Linked DNA regions of Pan troglodytes: region 1 is linked to region 2. A link is a contact called in public capture Hi-C data. All regions are on one chromosome and are shown on one strand. Each heading gives the region's core, a stretch centred on a gene start, on an enhancer-like site or on the middle of the called end of the contact. The rest is flanking DNA. Distances are from core to core; before and after follow the strand shown. Region 1 overlaps SSH1 (slingshot protein phosphatase 1). Region 2 overlaps CORO1C (coronin 1C).

What was found. Capture Hi-C pulls out chosen DNA fragments and counts their contacts.
Region 1: a capture Hi-C map of stem cell-derived neural stem cells shows a contact between it and region 2, with 3 times the contacts expected there. The contact joins two enhancer-like sites. A contact is called at or near these places in 4 of 7 Hi-C or Micro-C datasets (induced pluripotent stem cells, a lymphoblastoid cell line and stem cell-derived neural progenitor cells) and 1 of 1 other capture datasets (stem cell-derived neural stem cells).

What each region holds. Positions count from the first base shown.
Region 1 is chr10:115,608,850-115,614,628 of NHGRI_mPanTro3-v2.0_pri, reverse strand. It overlaps SSH1 (slingshot protein phosphatase 1), which reads left to right. Exons shown (of 15, transcript XM_016924125.4): 10 at 439-567; 11 at 3,225-3,271; 12 at 4,669-4,815. Among named protein-coding and RNA genes, the nearest start is that of MIR619, 34 kb to the left of the region's middle. Within about 2 kb of position 3,213, at least 12 of the 24 cell types and tissues checked have an H3K27ac peak or open chromatin away from gene starts, as enhancers often do. A contact at or near this core is called in stem cell-derived neural stem cells, where this site is marked.
Region 2 is chr10:115,467,375-115,472,864 of NHGRI_mPanTro3-v2.0_pri, reverse strand. CORO1C (coronin 1C) reads left to right here. Exons shown (of 11, transcript XM_001147913.8): 5 at 1,689-1,870; 6 at 3,177-3,296. Among named protein-coding and RNA genes, the nearest start is that of SELPLG, 23 kb to the right of the region's middle. Within about 2 kb of position 3,269, at least 2 of the 24 cell types and tissues checked have an H3K27ac peak or open chromatin away from gene starts, as enhancers often do. A contact at or near this core is called in stem cell-derived neural stem cells, where this site is marked.

The sequences.
Region 1 (5,779 bases), core at 1,964-4,463, 140 kb before region 2:
GCCTCCCAAAGTGCCGGGATTACAGGCGTGAGCCACTCCATCCAGCCCTGTCTTTTAATTAATGAATACATTTTTAAAAAATCATATTGTGATATCTTTCCAAGAAAGATAGAACTGATTTTAGATTATTTGATGTATTTGACATTTAATTATAAAAGTAAAAGTAGTTTAAACTTGGTAGAAGAGATCTCATGGAAATCAAATTCCTTATTTGAAATAATAAACTTTACCCAGTTGGGTTTACTTCTAAGCTGAATAACCTGCATTCCTGCCACCCACGCATGTATGTTGCGTGTATCTAAATGTATTACTCTGAAAGAGAAAAAACACCCACCTTTTTTGGAAATAGGCACAGTTTCCATTGTAACTTTAATTCTTTTGAGGTGGACGATTGTTTTCTTTAACAAATCACTTTTCCTAATATTTTCTACTCCACAGATTCGTAATGAATTAGAGAAACAGATGAATTGTAACTTGAAGGAATTCAAGGAATTTATAGACAATGAGATGCTACTTATCTTGGGACAGATGGACAAGCCCTCCCTTATCTTCGATCATCTTTATCTCGTAAGAGGCATGGCCCTGGCAGTATCTGGTTTGGGGGACATAAATCAGACCCTGGTTGTTTGGAGTTTGTAGCAAGTCCAGGAGAAAAAGCAGGCAAAAAACTTGAGTTGCCAGAGCCTCCATCCTGGCTGGCAGGAGTTCCCCTCTTTGGCCCCTTCTCTGGCCTGCAGCCTGCTGATCTGCTCTTGAGCCAGCTGTTTGAGACGTGGCTCCCAGCTGAGCTGCGGGGAGTTGTTTGGGAGCTATTTGGCGTAGTCAGCTGGCATGTGTTTCAGACTCTTGCAAACCCTTTGTCTTCTTCAGCCACTAACACATAGGCCCCATCCAGTTACTTCCAAGTGGTTTGTGGGCTAAAAAACCCCAGTTACTAAAGGAAGTGTCCTCACCAAACCCCAGAATTATGCCTAGGCATCCTGAGACATGAGAAACAACAGGGAGGAGAGATCACACAGCTGACACGGAGCTCCCGCTGAGCTTGTCCAGACAGCTTTTCCATGCACGGCTCCAGGGCCGCTGGAAGCCCTCACCCGGGTCCTGTAGCTCTGGGTGGGTTGTACTGATTTCTGTGCACCTCCACGGCTAGCTCAGATTGTTTTAATGCTGTGAATATCCATAGAAGGCAACTGGCAAGTTGTCAAAGTCAGAGAGGCTATAGAGGAAGGCACATTACTAAAATTAGAGAGGCCTAGTGGTGTAATGAAAATCAGGGCCCACCAGGGCCCGGATTCCCACTCCTCAGCCTCAGCAGCTATGTGACTTGGAAGAAGTCACTTTCCCTCATTTTTTCTTCATCCTATACCCCAAGGGATGACTATGAGGATTAAATAAAATACAAACTGGGCACAGTGGCTTATGCCTGTAGTGCCAGCTACTCAGGAGGCTGAGGGGGAGGATAGCTTTAGCCTAGGAGTTGGAAGCCAGCCTGGGCAACATAGTGAGACCTTGTCTCTAAAAAATATTTTTTTTAATAAAATAAAATTAAAAATACATATTTAAAGCACCGAGTACAGTTTTTGCAGGTGCTAACTAATGGTAACCATTGTTAGAGGAGGAAGTGCTTCCTGGGAAAGCTAAGGAAGTAAATTTACTACTAGAGACAAGAAAGACTTTGTTTTCTGTAGGAAGTAATTAAGAGTTATGTGTATGTCATGATATCTATGTAGATATGTATATTTTTAATATATTTCTGTATACAAATCTATATAGATTTCATAGTGATTGATTAAAATGTATCTACATGTGTGGATTTGAAAGTGTGGGCAGTCCTGGGCACTGATCTCCCTGGAAGTCTGTTGATTTCCCTGGTGAGAAGGGAACAGAAGGCACCTTCCTTCTTTCTCCACTAGGTGGCAGTCACAGCAAGAGGACACTCGCAGCTTCAGCGGCACTCGCGTTATTCTTTTAGTGTGGTTCAGTGCTTTATGTCACTTTTTCCATGAGAGATACTAAAGGAATTTTTATGTTTGGGCCTCTCCCTCAAATATGAAAATTCAGCTAGTGTCGCACATTGCCAGCTTGCTCAGGGCCCTGCCACCCCTGGTCCTGAGGGGTCTGCCCTCTTGGGAACTTGGGAAAGGAAGTTTCAAGGAAGACCAAAGGTGGATTCTTTTGCTCTTTATGGCACTATGTTGTTTGCATTTCCTAAGAGGAAAGTGATCATTTTTTCTTTTCTTTTTTTTTTCCCCCGTTCCATGTCCTTTGAATGCTTGGGAGCGGAAGGTTTTTCAATGATACCATTTTTTAAAAGTACTAAATTAAAACATGTTGCAGAAAGTCTGAAAATAGAAATAAATCTAAAGAAGAAAAAAGCATTCCCGATCTCGCAAATCCAGAGGTAGTCCCTGTTAACATTTTGGCATATTTATTTTCCCATCTTCTGTTTTTTTGGGTTTTTAAAATGCATATATAGCTTCTTTGAAAAGGAACAAAGAAGGAAAGGATCATACTGTTTATGTTTATATAGTCCTGTATCCTCCTCTCTTTTAAAATTTTTTTTCCTTACATGGTATTTGCCTGTGTCATTAAATATTCTGCAAAATTTATTTGTTTTAAAGACTCCATCATGAAGATCCAGCCTCATTTATTTTACTCATTTTTTCCCTTTGGACGTTTGGGTGGTTTCCACTGGTTTATTACAAATAATTATAAATATCCTCCTACCTAAATCACTGTGTGAGTTCTGATTATTTCCTCAGGATAGCTTTTTGTAAGTGGAATTACTGGGTCAGAGGGTGGGAACTTTTTCAGTATTGCCAAAATACTTCCCAGAAGGTAGAACGATTCCTGCTTTAATTAGTGGCTTGTGAACGTGCCCTTCCCTGGGTGGGAGGTCGCATTGCCTCTGCTTACAGGACCCCACTGGACTCTTAGGAAAGGAAGTGGGGAGACGGAGAGCAGGTTTTCCTGGACTTGCTGTTTCCCTAAGGCCAAGGGGCCAGTGAGGGCCGGGACCCTTCCCTCCCTCCCTTCCTCTCATGCTCTGAGTACTCACTCAGGAATCTCCTTGAATATCAGCCGCTGGTTCTCTCTGTTCTCTGAGGCCAATGGGGCCATGAAATAAGACCTCACCGCCAGAGCTAGGGCAAACCATGCATCCCCTGAGCAGCTCTGAGGCTGACATGTGACACTCACAGGAGCTTGTGTGATCTGTCTCCCAGGGCTCTGAATGGAATGCATCCAATCTGGAGGAACTGCAGGGCTCAGGGTGAGTCTCCTCCCCTTGTCTTTCCCTGTCCTTCCAGGCAGCTTAGAAACCCTCCACTCTGCCATGGAGGGGGAGACCTTGGGGCTGCCTGCCTGTAATTGCCTGCACCCTGGTCTCTGAAGTGGCTGCCAGGGGTTGATGTGCATAGCTAAACAGATGTGCTTCCAAACACCACGCCCTGAATAATTCATGGAGTTTAGATTGTGCCGAAGTCTCGCGTGATCGTGTGGATTGAGGAAAACTTAAAATTACACTCTAATTGCTGTAGGACCGCCTGGATATTGATTAGGCTCTGTGCTGCCTCACCCCCACCCCGCTTCCCTGCCCCGCACAGTTGCTGCAAACCCTAGTGTGGACGCAGAGGTCTGCTGGCTGTTGCGTTAGTCAGCAACCCTGATCCCTGGGCCACTTTGGGCTCTATCTGAGCTAATGCTTTGGGGCCTGGTGGGAATCTTGCAACTTTACGCTCAGTGTTGGCCAGAAGCATATGCCTGTCGTAGTCTGACAAACACTCAGCAGGGATGAAAAGTGTTTCAATCTAGACCTTCAAGAACAGATGTCTGGACTTTTTTTTTTTTTTTTTTTTTTAAACAACACAGCCACAAAATCACCGTTCTGTGGGCGTGACATGATGACATTCTAGAATTACCACGTTTAAAAATCAAGACTAAACAAATCTTAAAATACATCTTTAGAACTACCGGTTAAGATGCATTCTTTCAACAGAAAGTGTTCTTAAAACGTAAGGCCATACTCTTCTGTGCTTTCCTCTTGCTGGGAATAAATTAATGATTTTCTTAGGTATTTTTTTAAGCATGTCTAAATATTATGAAACCTATTTGAGATGTTTTCTAACTCCTGACATTATTTTCTTCCAGAAGTAAAAGTATTGATTAAGTTTAGAGAACTACAGAACCTGGGTTAGCAGACTCTGTCAAATACTTATTTGTCTATCTTGCCTTTTTCCAAAAAAAGATTTAAGGCAATTCCCAAGGATATAGATAATGGATGGATATAGTCTGCTTTTTAGCTCTTTAAGAGTGAAGACACTGGGATTTTTTTAAGCCTCTGTATATTCATAATAGTCATGAATAGTTATAAATTTAAGTAATACATATATTTAATTTTCCAGAATGCTTTAAACTGAGCTTTCTTTTTATAAGGTCTTTACAATAATTTGGTTTCTTAATATAAATATAACACATTTTCACCATTGAGAGGGCATTTAGAAAATACCAAAAAACATAGCTATTAAGGAAAAACCAAAGTCCCGCCACGAACATATGACCCTTGGTTAATGTGTGTTTCCTTTTCTTTTCTCTGCCAGTTTTTATTACCTTGCTTTTCTTTCTCATTCAGATTCTCCAAATTTGTTTCTTATTTTTTTCTCATTGCAGGGTTGATTACATTTTAAATGTTACCAGAGAAATCGATAATTTTTTTCCTGGCTTATTTGCATATCATAACATCCGAGTCTACGATGAAGAGACCACAGACCTCCTCGCCCACTGGAATGAAGCGTATCATTTTATAAACAAAGCGAAGTAAGTGGACAGAGAGGCGGGGCTGAGGATGAAACCAACCTGCTGAGGCTGGGAGAGTGGGAATGAACGAGACTGCAGATGCAGAAGTCGGCTGGTGGGAGGGGGGATCCTAACGGGACTCCAGACACAGGAGTTGGCTGGTGGGAGCGGACTTGATGTGGGATGGACCTTTGCTTTTAGTCGCAGGACTCCAAGCACCAAAGGAGAAAAGTGGTTGGTCCTCTCCAGGTAGAGTCCCTATTGAGCTTAGTCTCTCCCACCTATCTTTGATTGTGACACTTGACCCCAGTTGTCATCGTCAGCTCTGATTCCAGGCAAGCCCCAGATACCAAGTGGACACTCAGGGGCCCCACCCCTAGGAAGTCACTGAGCCAAAGGAGGGCTAGGGGATGACATGCACGGACACGGGCTTAGAGCTTCTTTGGGACTGTCTCCCTAAGAATACGGCCCTTCTTCCCTCCCTGAGTTACTGTCGCATGAAACAGGACAGCACATTGGAGGTCATGGCCAGCCCCACTGCCCCTGAGCCCGTCAGCGGTTTCACCTGTCTCTGGTGCTCATTTTATTCCCCTGCGAAACAGCTCTGCCTTATTAAGTCAAGAACAGAAAGAACCCTTTGAGATGCTGTCAAGACAATCACCCTCTTCTGCTTTATCTCCCTCTGGGTCAAAGCCACATGATGTGTCCTTAACCAAATCTTAGTTCCCTTATATTCCCAGGAGACAAACTCAAGACTCCCTTGACGGAAACTTCAGACCAGCAGTTAGGGGGAAAAAACCCCACTGAAATTTGCAGGAGAATTTCAAGGTTGGGGTATAGGAAACCAGAGCCGGCTCCCACCTGGTGGGTCTGCCTTCTGTACAAATAAAGTTTCGCAGGTGCTGCCCTTACTGGCTTGGCGCTCCTTCACATTCTTGAGCAAGTGATACTTAAAGAAACACTGTCTCCCGGGCCATATCTGGTA
Region 2 (5,490 bases), core at 2,020-4,519:
CTATATGATCCAGCTGCCGGGGCTGAAGTTACCTGTTTGCCTATGGGGAAGAAGGCAGAGGAAGGTTCAATTGTCCATCCCAGAGTTTAGCTTCAACTTTTGTTACTGTTGTGTAGTTTTTTTCTCCAGTTTCCTACTTCTTTTTTTTTTTTTTTTTGAGATGGAGTTTCGCTCTTGTTGCTCAGGCTGGAGTGCAATGGCATGATCTCAGCTCACCGCAACCTCCGCCTCCTGAGTTCAAGCGATTCTCCTGCCTCAGCCTCCCAAGTAGCTGGGACTACAGGCATGTGCCACCACACCTGGCTAATTTTGTATTTTTAGTAGAGACAGGGTTTCTCCATGTTGGTCAGGCTGGTCTCCAACTCCTGACCTCAGGTGATCTGCCCGCCTCGGCCTCCCAGGGTGCTGGGATTACAGGCGTGAGCCACCGTGCCCGGCCAATTTCCTACTTCTAACCCTTAGGTAACTTAAGTATCCTGGATGTTAGTGACTATTTTTTCTAAATGATTTCCAAATTGCTTTATTGGCAAGAATCCACCTCTAGGATGTCCTTCCCGTATTTTGCTTCATCCTTGAACTAACATCCTAGGAGCAACACATGCTGCCTCTTTTTAAAGGGGCCTGGAGGCGTGGGGCAGACCCTTGAAGGAAGGAAGGAGTTGGTGAGCTGAGGTGGTGAATGAGTTGACATCGTGGGCTTCTTTCAGAATCCGTTTCTGAATCCATGTAGCTACTTGATTACAGTTTGGGCTTCTCACCATGATCAGAGCAGTCTTGGCCTATTTTTCTCTTCATTTAAAGGTACAGATCTGTTGTGAGCAAACAGGCCTTACTCTTGGCTTTTCCCTTCCACTGTTGTACCATCTTTAATATCCCAAAGCTGTGTCTTAGAGTCTCACTGATTTGAATAACCTGCCACCCAGAGTTTTTGTTGAGTGCCCTAAACAGTCATTTAAACCTTTTATTTTTAGTTTATTTGGCACGTGAAAAGGGTCACAGCCTACCACCAAGTGCAGAAAGCAGCCCATGTGTAAAGTGTATGAACCCATCTCTGTATGTAAAATAATTTATGTATGTGCACAGAAATATCTTTCGGAAAGAAACATCAAAAAAGTAATAATGATCTTCTCTCTGAGTGGTGGGATTAAAAGTGATTTTTTTTCCTTTTGTTTATATATGTTCTTTATAGTATACATGTACTAATTGTATAGCAGGGGAAAATCAAAGTTTTCTTTAAAAGGAAGGAGCGTATTTGCCTAATAGGGGTCTCCCAAAGCTGGCAGCAACACCCTGATGCTTGTTTTACTAGAAAGGAAACTTGAAGTCACTTGGGTCTACCAGCCCAGTTAACTCTTTAAAGAAAATAGGGTTCTGTTTTGGTGTGGTTCTTTGTTTTTGTTTGGTTGATTGTTTCATATGAACCCAAACTTAACAAGTTGTGTTTTTACTTTAACACTTTTATTACTTTTATACAAACTTTTTTCTTTGTCACTTCAGTTTTTAACGCTGTTAGTAAGTAGGGCCTCTGGTAGGGCCTCTGACAATCAGCCGCATCTTTTCTCTCTCTCTCTTTCTCTCTCTCTCTCTCTGCATATACATATATGTATTCTCACTGTATCTGTAGTTTTCTGAGTGTGTTACATAGGTGTTTCTAATCTTCTAATCTCTGATGGTTTTGCCTGTTTTAGGTTGTGATAATGCCATTATCATCTGGAATGTGGGAACAGGGGAAGCCCTTATAAACTTGGACGATATGCATTCAGACATGATTTACAATGTGAGCTGGAACCGGAATGGCAGTCTGATCTGCACAGCTTCCAAAGACAAGAAAGTGAGAGTCATTGATCCCAGGAAACAAGAGATTGTTGCTGTGAGTATTCCTAGGATGAAAACTCAGTAGTTGGAGCACTTGAGTGAGTGTGAGCTTTCTGCTTTTTAAGGCAGGCAGCAGTACTGGTCAGTGGGACCTTGTTGTGTGTAGACACCAACTGTGAATAAGAGAAGGCTTATAAAGGCTTCTGTCTCCCCAGTTGTGCTTCTCTCCAGAGTTGTAAATTTTCCAGCTTTTACTCAAGTCTCTCACTTTGTAGCCTTTTTTCACAAAGAAATAGTTTGTATCAGTTCACTAGAGTCCTTAAGAGTTTATAAGTCTTGATCAATTAAACCAATTGGCTGCATTCCTGATTTTGCAGCTTAGTATTGAATATTGATGAATCAATTCCTCACCCTTTTCCAAACACAGCTGTTAAAGATGCAACAGGTGGCCGGGCATGGTGGCTCACACTTGTAATCCCAGCGCTTTGGGAGGCCGAGGTGGGTGGATCATTTGAGGTCAGGAGTTTGAGACCAGCCTGGCCAACATGGTGAAACTCTGTCTCTACTAAAAATACAAAAATAAATAAATAAATAAATGCGCGGGGCGAAAAGCAACAGGTTCTCTCATCAGCTCAGTGTCTTAGTTTCTGCCACCCAAACTGGACCTCAACAAAATCACATACCTTGACAAAAGATGGACATTTGGGTCTTCAGTCAGTGTTGAAACTACACATAGTAAGTCTGAGAAGTCCTCATTTGCCACACTCTGAGGCCCTTCCTGAGATGTGGTTGTTCTTTGGCTGCATCTCTTTTCAAGAGTTGGGCAATGATAGTAGCTGGTGCTTACTGAGCCCTGGGGACTTGCCCAACCCTGTGTTAAGTGTTTTCTCCACCCGACATCTTCTAAGGGTTGTCCTAGTGCATTCATTAAACTACTGAGGTCAAGGAAAGCGTTAACTAGACAAGGCTTCTTTCTGCCCTATGATATTGGTAGAAATGGTAGGGCATGCCTAATCTCCTTATGTTATTATCCTCTTGAGAAACAAACATTTGTCAGAGTCCTTTCATGTGTTTTATTTTCGCAGTGCATAGACTTGGGTTGGCAGCAGGATATGGTGGAGAGAGCGAGTCTTCTGAGTTAAATCCTGGCATTCTTGCTGCCTCACAGAGGGACCTTGACCAGATCACATAGTATCTCTTTGTTTCCTCATCTGGGGAAGGGGGATGGTTAACACTGACCTCCCTCCCACACCCAGGTGAACATGAATGGCAGTTGGTGAGGTTGGATCTGTGCCTGAGTTTCTCCACTCACCTTGTCTTCTTGCAGTTTAATGTGTGGCATGTGCCTTTTTGCTCTCCAGGAGAAGGAGAAAGCACATGAAGGAGCAAGACCCATGAGAGCCATCTTCCTGGCCGATGGCAATGTCTTCACCACTGGGTTCAGCCGCATGAGCGAGCGGCAGCTGGCTCTCTGGAATCCGGTACGCCCTCCCCAGCCTTTCCACTTGCTTTCACTTGAGCTTTCTCTCTGTTCTGAGCAGGTCTTCCAGTGAGTAAGTAGATTATGGGATTCTTAGTGTAGTTTTCTAAACGCCTGATTGTCTTAGATTGGATGTGAAGTTCTTATCCTCGTTGGAGACTTACTGGTAAATGTATTTCAAAGACATACTTTTGATACTCCTGAAGAGGCTGTTGACTATATATATATATTTTTTATTTTTTAAATTTTTTTAAATTTTTATTTTTTTTATTGGTCATTCTTGGGTGTTTCTCGCAGAGGGGGATTTGGCAGGGTCATAGGACAATAGTGGAGGGAAGGTCAGCAGTTAAACAAGTGAACAAAGGTCTCTGGTTTTCCTAGGCAGAGGACCCTGCGGCCTTCCGCAGTGTTTGTGTCCCTGGGTACTTGAGATTAGGGAGTGGTGATGACTCTTAACGAGCATGCTGCCTTCAAGCATCTGTTCAACAAAGCACATCTTGCACCGCCCTTAATCCATTTAACCCTGAGTGGACACAGCACATGTTTCAGAGAGCACAGGGTTGGGGGTAAGGTCATAGATCAACAGCATCCCAAGGCAGAAGAATTTTTCTTAGTACACAGCAAAATGAAGTCTCCCATGTCTACTTCCTTCTACACAGACACAGCAACAATCTGATTTCTCTATCCTTTCCCCACCTTTTCCCCTTTTCTATTCCACAAAACCGCCATCGTCATCATGGCCCGTTCTCAATGAGCTGTTGGGTACACCTCCCAGACGGGATGGTGGCCGGGCAGAGGGGCTCCTCACTTCCCAGAAGGGGTGGCAGGGCAGAGGCGCCCCCCCACCTCCCGGATGGGGTGGCGGCCGGGTGGAGGCTGACCCCCCACCTCCCTCCCGGACGGGGTGGCTGGCCGGGCGGGGGCTGCCCCCTACCTCCCTCCCGGACGGGGTGGCTGCCGGGCAGAGACGCTCCTCACTTCGCAGACGGGGTGGCTGCCGGGCGGAGGGGCTCCTCACTTCTCAGACGGGGCGGCTGTCGGGTGGAGGGGCTCCTCACTTCTCAGACGGGGCGGCTGCCGGGCGGAGGGGCTCCTCACTTCTCAGATGGGGCGGCTGCCGGGCAGAGGGGCTCCTCACTTCTCAGACGGGTCGGCCAGGCAGAGACGCTCCTCACCTCCCAGACGGGGTCCTGGCCGGGCAGAGGCGCTCCTCACATCCCAGACGGGGCGGTGGAGCAGAGGCGCTCCCCACATCTCAGACGATGGGCGGCCGGGCAGAGACGCTCCTCACTTCCTAGACGGGATGGCGGCCGGGAAGAGGCGCTCCTCACTTCCCAGACTGAGCAGCCGGGCAGAGGGGCTCCTCACATCCCAGACAATGGGCGGCCAGGCAGAGATGCCCCTCACCTCCCAGACAGGGTGGTGGCCGGGCAGAGGCTGCAATCTGGGCACTTTGGGAGGCCAAGGCAGGCGGCTGGGTGGTGGAGGTTGTAGCTAGCTGAGATCACGCCACTGCACTCCAGCCTGGGCAACATTGAGCACTGAGTGAACGAGACTCCGTTTGCAATCCCGGCACCTCGGGAGGCCGAGGCTGGCGGATCACTCGTGGTCGGGAGCTGGAGACCAGCCCGGCCAACACAGCGAAACCCCGTCTCCACCAAAAAAATACGAAAACCAGTCAGTCGTGGTGGTGCGCGCTTGCAATCGCAGGCACTCAGCAGGCTGAGGCAGGAGAATCAGGCAGGGAGGCTGCAGTGAGCCGAGATGGCAGCAGTACAGTCCAGCTTCGGCTGGGCATCAGAGGGAGAGCGTGGAAAGAGAGGGAGAGGGAGACCGTGGGGAGAGGGAGACCGTGGGGAGAGGGGGAGGGGGAAGGGGAGAGGGAGGGGACTATATTTTTTAAAAAGAATGAAGAATCTAGTGTTTTGGATTTGGGAAATAAGTTCATATTTCATAAATAATATGATCAGTTGTCTAAATCAAAATAGTCATGCTTGGGAAAATGTTCATAATTAGCTTAAGTGGGGAAAAATACAACATACATTCTATCTCAATCTCTGTGTGTACATGTGTCGGAAGGAAATAGATCAAAATGATAATAGCTTCTGCCACCCACTGGGCTGTAGGATTTTGGAATATGGAATGATTTTTATGTTCTTTTTTATATCTTTCAACTTTTTAAAAGCACACATATT